Linked DNA regions of Mus musculus: region 1 is linked to region 2. A link is a contact called in public Micro-C data. All regions are on one chromosome and are shown on one strand. The core of a region is the stretch at or near the end of the contact, and the rest is flanking DNA. Distances in the headings are between cores, read along the strand shown. Region 1 has its middle 42 kb from the start of Gm25081. Region 2 overlaps Psmb7 (proteasome (prosome, macropain) subunit, beta type 7).

Region 1 (3,307 bases), core at 262-2,761, 150 kb after region 2:
TTTTCAGTATTGAGGGATGTTGGAAAAAGGGGAGGCAGGGGGCACTTAGGGAAGACTCAGCATGGGACTGAGCAGACAAATGGAAACATTGGGGGTGGGGCACAAATCAGAGTCCCAGAGTACTCTGGCATTTAGTTTTGGTCTGGATGGCATCAGCATTCCTAGGGTCTGAACCTTAGATCTACATAAACGAAGACATATGGAGGATTCCAGCTTCTGGGGCTGAGGCGGATAGGCAAACAAGATTAAAGCAAGACTGCTCTTTATAATGTGAGACCCTAAGAGAGAAGAAAACCAAACCGAGACTCAAGTCCAAGGTCTTGGTTGGTGGATTATGACTCAGAAAGCCGAAGAATGGAACAGACGTCACACAGTGGAAGATAACAAAGAACTATCCGCAAACAAGGCACAGTTCCTCGGTGTTCCAACAACACACATTGCAGACGAAACCTGAAATATAAGTAATTAGGATTCCTGAAGGAATTGGGTGCTTATCTAGGTACAATTGCAGGTATCCTGAGGTCTACACAAGAACTGACAAATGTCCAGCAGACGTCTGACAGCTTACTCATTTTCCACCCATGGCAGACATAATCAATCAATCTTGAACTCTTAGAGAAACATTCCTTATAGCTGCAGCAAAATAATCAACGAAAAGAACTTAAGGAAGGGTGGGTCACCAGGGTTTAAATTTAAAGGCACAAGCCTTTAATCCCAGAACTTGGGAGGCAGAGGCAGGCAGATTTCTGAGTTCAAGGCCAGCCTGGTCTACAAAGTGAGTTCCAGGACAGCCAGGGCTATACAGAGAAACCCTGTCTCGAAAAAAACAAGAAAAACAACAACAACAACAACTGAGAATCAGAGATGTATAGAACCACAGGAGAAAGGCTTTGCCGAAATCCATGATGGCTCTTCAAATCAGGATACCACAAAACTGGGCCCTTCGGCATCTGGGCACAGTGAATTAAAAGATCCTGAAAAAGCCAGGTGGTGATGGCGCACACCTTTAGGCCTAGCACTCAAGAGGCAGAGGCAGGAAGATATCTGAGTTGGAGACCACCTTGGCCTACAGAGCAAGCTCCAGGAAAGCCAGGGGCTACATAAAGAAACTCCGTCTTCGAAAAAAAGAAAAAAAAAATGGAAAAAAAAATAACAACCAAAAAACATAAATAAATCTTATTGAAATTTTCCTGAAAAGTTTCTGAAGCAAATTCCCTCTGACCTTCTTCGGTCCTCCCATACTTTGTTCCTCTTCCTCCCTCAAAATGAGTCATAGAAACCAGAATTCCTCTCCTCAGGGTAGGCCATAGAAAAGAACACCTGCCCCACCCAAAGCCCTCACACCTAGAAAAAGCACTGTCCTTTCTCCCTGGAAGGCTCTCATTCTAGAGGGTTCCTGCCCCATTCCTAGGAGGAAAGAATGCTAAAGCCACGTAGGAATATTTGAGCAGAGGCCATGACAGGTTCCCTCCCAACGCTGTCTGTAAACATGCAATCCTGCTGTTCAACCTTGCTCATTTCTGTGTGGCTATCCATTGCTTACCACACCTGATCATAAAACCAGTTTTCTGAAGGCTCCCACGTCACAGGAAACTGTTTGTTTTTTTTTTTTTTTAAGTGTTCTTTTTCTCTTGCTAATTTATCTTCTTTTACAGGGCTGCCTGGTGTGAGAATAGGACCAGAGCCTCCAGTACTTTATTTCAAAATTTCAATTAACCCTATATCATTAGCTTTTATTATGTTAGGAATTCTACATAAAAATCAAGCCAGGCACGATGATATATCCCCGTATTCCTAAAATTTGAGGGGCAGAGAGGGGCAGGATGGTCTCTGTGAGTTCAAGGCCGGCCTGATCTACGTAATAAGTTCCAGGGCAGCCAGGCTACAGTTAAGACCCTGTCTCAGAAAAAAAACAAAAACAAGTCATCTTCACTGGTTGACAGCACAGCTCAGGGATGGGTGAAATATAATCTTTTGATCATTCTCATTGTTTTTGTGTTGCTTTAATTCTTTCTTTATGAAGTCATAGCAAGGGTATATTTGAAGAGACTGGTATGAATATTTCTGCGAGTTTTCTTTTTTTATGTTTATAGCAGCTTTATTTATTTATTTATTTTTAATTTTTTAAAAATATTTTTATTAGGTATTTTCCTCATTTACATTTCCAATGCTATCACAAAAGTCCCCCATACCCTCCCCTCCCCCAACTCCCCTATCCACCCACTCCCACTTTTTGGCCCTGGCATTCCCCTGTACTGAGGCATATAAAGTTTGCAAGTCCAATGGGCCTCTCTTTCCACTGATGGCCGACTAGGCCATCTTTTGATACATATGCAGCTAGAGTCAAGAGCTCCGGGGTACTGGTTCATAACGTTGTTCTACCTATAGGGTTGCAGATCCCTTTAGTTCCTTGGATACTTTCTCTAGCTCCTCCATTGGGGGCCCTGTGACCCATCCAATAGCTGACTGTGAGCATCCACTTCTGTGTTTGCTAGGCCCTGGCATAGTCTCACAAAAGAGAGCTATATCTGGGTCCTTTCAGCAAAATCTTGCTAGTGTGTGCAATGGTGTCAGCGTTTGGAAGCTGATTATGGGATGGATCCCCGGACATGGCAGTCTCTAGATGGTCCATCCTTTCGTCTCAGCTCCAAACTTTGTCTCTGTATCTGCAAGTTTTCTTAAGATGTAAGAAACAAGAGATGTGTTGTTTAAGAACCTGACCTCATCTAATCTCCTTTGAGGACACTATGCCATTTACCCCCTCTCTTCAGCTTGATGGTAGAGAGCTCCATGCATCCGCCCTAAGCTACAAGTACAAGTTAGGGGATAGGACAAGCTGGGCAGCAAAGCCTAGAAAACAACTACTCGTGACAGATGAGGGAGGCAAAGGCCTTTCCTGAAGACATTTAGGCATTTGTGCCTCCTTGTCTCTTCTGTGTCCCTATGGGGTGGTTTCTAAACAGTGGCCAAAGGACTTCCAGTCTCTCATTTGATTTCATTCTGCAAGAAAGGAAAGGGAAAGGAGGGAGTGGGCAGGAAATTTTGTTTAGGGCAAATGAAGTGAATGTTAGCCCCTCTGGATCCATGCTGAATTGGCTCTGCCTCCAGGGACCTGACCTGGATGGATTTGCTTGCTTTCCATCCAGCTCAGTCCATTAGTAAGAGAGCAGAGAGTGGAGAAAAGAATTTCACTGTCTCATTTTCCAACTTGCCTTTGCTGGAGTGGCCTTGTCAATCTCACCGGGTGAGAGTATGACCAGTACCACAATTTCTGAGCCAAATTGGAAGCAAGCTCTGTTAAATATTG
Region 2 (3,120 bases), core at 361-2,860:
AGAAGGATGCCGGCGCAGTAGGGGGAGAACAGAGCACCTGGGGCAAGCCATCTGGGGTACAGGGTCTGCAGGGCTAGGTCAGAGATCCCCTAAGCAGCACCTGTCCCAGGCAGATGTTGCTCAGGACCCAGGTCACCTCAGATCTTCCAGAAGAGTGAGGTACACAGTGCTAGAAAGAAGGAATCCTAGAGGAAGAAACATGTTTCCTGAATATTCTGTGAGCCAAAGGTGATAAATGTGGTGTTTTCCCCACCTTTCTGAAATTTTCTTGACAGTTTTCTAAAATAATAGCAGCACATATTAAAAACAAGTTATTTGCGAAATTTTACTCTAGAGAAGAAAAAACATGACCATGCGTAGTAGTATAGGTGCATCTATCTGTACCTAGAAGTCTGTTTGTAAAGTACCGTGTTTAAAGACAGCAGTTTAGCTATGAAGCAGTTCCTCAGATAGGTTTCTGAAGATACTTCTTGAAAGTACTACGTAAGTGATGGGTAGACAGCAATCGTTTTCAACCTCCTTGTGTTTTGAGAGAGTTTGGTGGTGAGAAGAACATGAAGTAAGACCATCATCTTTTATTTTGTTTTGTGTAGCCCTGACTGTCCAGGAACTTACTCTGTAGACCAGGCTGGCCTTGAACTCAGAGATTTGCCCACCTCTGTCTCCTGAAGGTATGCCACTGATACTGGCATTCCTGACAGGACATTGTGGGAACATTATCTTGTGCAAAGTAGAGAGGCGAAAGGCCTTCATCAGGTAGTCTGAGGGTGTTAGGGAAAGCACAAGGCTCCCCTGCTCTCTAGTGACAGCCATAGGAGCTGCTTTTTGGCAAGCCAGACAGAAATTGGCACCTATCCTTAAACTTAACACAGCCGTGGCGTCCCCAAGTAGTGAAGAGCCCAGAGCCCAAGAAGGTTACTTAGCTGATACGGTTTGTGGCTACCACAAACCTGCTTTACTATTTACTGTTTGCTAGCTGTGTGGCCTTGGGGCTCCCTCTCGGCCATACATTCTGATTAGTATGAGCCTCCGTAGGTGTTTGGGGATTGTAATAAAACTGGATAGAGATTATCCATGTGCCTGATTCTGTATTTAACATGTTATGGTAGGTACTCAGTGTGAAGTTTTCCATTTCATAACTGGGGGGTGGGGGTGGGGTCAAGGGGGAGGAGTCCTTAAAGAATCATCTTCTCTTGAATTGGTGAAGCAGCATTAAATGTCTCCTCAATTTGTCAAAGCCTTTACACGTCTGTATACATGATGATTCTACAAGTGGATCAAATTATACATAATACATTTCAAATTCTTTGTACTTTTTGAAATGTGCTTTTGCTGGGATTTACTTCCATGTGCAAATGTTTACAAAGCAGAGGGAGAGTCACCTGCACTCTGCAGCACCTCCTGTCCAGGTGAATGAATACAGACTAGACAGGCATGTGTAACAACAGCTCATATATTTCCATGCTCTCAGCGTCATCCTCCCTTGGGAATTAAGATCTGTGGTGCTAAGTGCTGCCTGTTGGTTATTTTTTTCTGTCCCATGTGTCTTGCTCAGAGCACTAGCTAAAGGGACAAGAACAGACAAAGGCGGTAGTTAAGTGGAGAAAAGAGAAGGGGGAGAAGGTCGGAAGCCCCGAGCTGGGGAGCAAGCAGGGCACTCCCAGCGAGCGTGCACATGCACATCTAAGGTTGGTTAATAAACAGAGTTGGAATGAGGTTGCATTTGTTAAGCCGGTGATTGGGTTTTGCTTTCTGTGTGGGAGCAGTCTCCACTAGCATCTCCTGTATACCACCTTTCCTTGTTTCTGGTAAGGCTTTTGTGGGACTGTTCAGAAACAGTTCCTGATTAGATGATTCTGTGAGGTGAATTCTCAAGGCACTGTGCAGATGCACACGAGAATAACTTGCTTCACTGCTCTTACAAAGGTGTCTGGCTGCTGGTTTGGTAAAGATCCCTCCCACTCTTGCAGAGCTGTCTCTATCCTCCTCTGGGTCTGTAGAGGGCACTACTGTCACTAGTATTCAAACCTGGCTCAGATTTTTCGCACAACTTGAAGCCTTGAATCTGCTCATCAAGGCTCTTAGACCAAATTTGGGGCAGTTCGGGTGTGGGACTTGAAGTTGGGGGTGGTGTTCCTGAGATGCGTGTTTTGTTGGGCTCAAGTGTCTGTACCCTTGTGTTGTTGGGAAGCAGCGGCAGCACACAGCTAGGAAAGGCTGGCTCACACCTGCCCTTGTTTCATAAAAGATTGCAGCTTGGTGGACCTATGTTCTGCCTTGCTACCTGCTTTGCTCATTTCCTGGATGCCTTTGTTTACAGCCTGCCTTCAGCTCTCCTTGAAGCCTTGCTGAGGCGACCTTTATTGTCTTTCCTACTCAGCCTTTGACCTCTGACAAGCCTTGGAGCTGTCACATGGGCCTGAACTCTTAAAATCCCAAGAGGATAAAGTTCTGGGACCTCTGTCTTTGGTCCTAGTGTGTCTCCCCTGGCATATGGGAAATTTGGGGAGAAACAGCAAGTCACTTTGGTAAACTTGTAAGCTCATAGGTTGGGTGGAGACAAATTCTGTGAGGGCAAAGTGGTCTTGGGTTTGGCTCTGGCAGCATTTCCCCAGAAATATGATTGTATTTTGTTATCAGCTTGTCTCAGCCTCACAGTGCTGATTTTGTCCACTATGTTATCTAAGAAGATGGCTTCCATAGGGGTTTTACCTTACTCTTTGACTTTATAAACGCAGCTTTGTCTTCCCCCATTATTGGATGGGAAGATTCTATCCTGGAGTCAACAACATTAAGATATTTTGATCATTTAGCAAACTGAGTCCAGGAGTCAAATCCAACCTAACACCCGTTTTTGTTAATAAAGTATTTTTGGGCCTGATAATCACCCTGTTTATGCTTAGTTTGTAGCTGTTATATGTTAGGTGTTGGCATCAAATAGTTGTAACAGACAATAAGTGTACCCTGAAACCTAAAGTATTACTGCCCAGCAGTAAGACTTCAGCAGAACTTATTGAGTCTTTCTTTAAATGACAGATACTGGCAGCATATAATGGAAGACATTGTAGTGAAGAAAGGGCATGAAGGACTTTGAAAAGTCTAGGCCCCTGCTTACCACCT

What was found. A called contact is a pair of places that touch in the nucleus more often than the background predicts.
Region 1: a contact with region 2 is called in a Micro-C map of trophoblast stem cells, with 5 times the contacts expected there. The contact joins two enhancer-like sites. A contact is called at or near these places in 8 of 39 promoter capture datasets (the 3T3-L1 cell line, the C10 cell line, the HPC-7 cell line and 4 more), 8 of 15 datasets of contacts at CTCF or cohesin (CD8 T cells, the G1E-ER4 cell line, embryonic stem cells and 5 more), 206 of 484 Hi-C or Micro-C datasets (the 3T3-L1 cell line, 3T3-L1-derived adipocytes, the 63-12 cell line and 103 more), 33 of 115 datasets of contacts at active chromatin or transcription factors (the 230-238 cell line, CD8 T cells, the HPC-7 cell line and 19 more) and 2 of 9 other capture datasets (embryonic stem cells and embryonic tail).

Annotation. Positions count from the first base shown.
Region 1 is chr2:38,437,060-38,440,366 of GRCm38.p6, reverse strand. No RefSeq gene overlaps it. Among named protein-coding and RNA genes, the nearest start is that of Gm25081, 42 kb to the left of the region's middle. Within about 2 kb of position 1,511, at least 9 of the 459 cell types and tissues checked have an H3K27ac peak or open chromatin away from gene starts, as enhancers often do. A contact at or near this core is called in extraembryonic ectoderm and trophoblast stem cells, where this site is marked.
Region 2 is chr2:38,591,146-38,594,265 of GRCm38.p6, reverse strand. All of the region lies in intron 6 of Psmb7 (proteasome (prosome, macropain) subunit, beta type 7), which reads left to right. Among named protein-coding and RNA genes, the nearest start is that of Psmb7, 51 kb to the left of the region's middle. Within about 2 kb of position 1,610, at least 34 of the 459 cell types and tissues checked have an H3K27ac peak or open chromatin away from gene starts, as enhancers often do. A contact at or near this core is called in extraembryonic ectoderm and trophoblast stem cells, where this site is marked.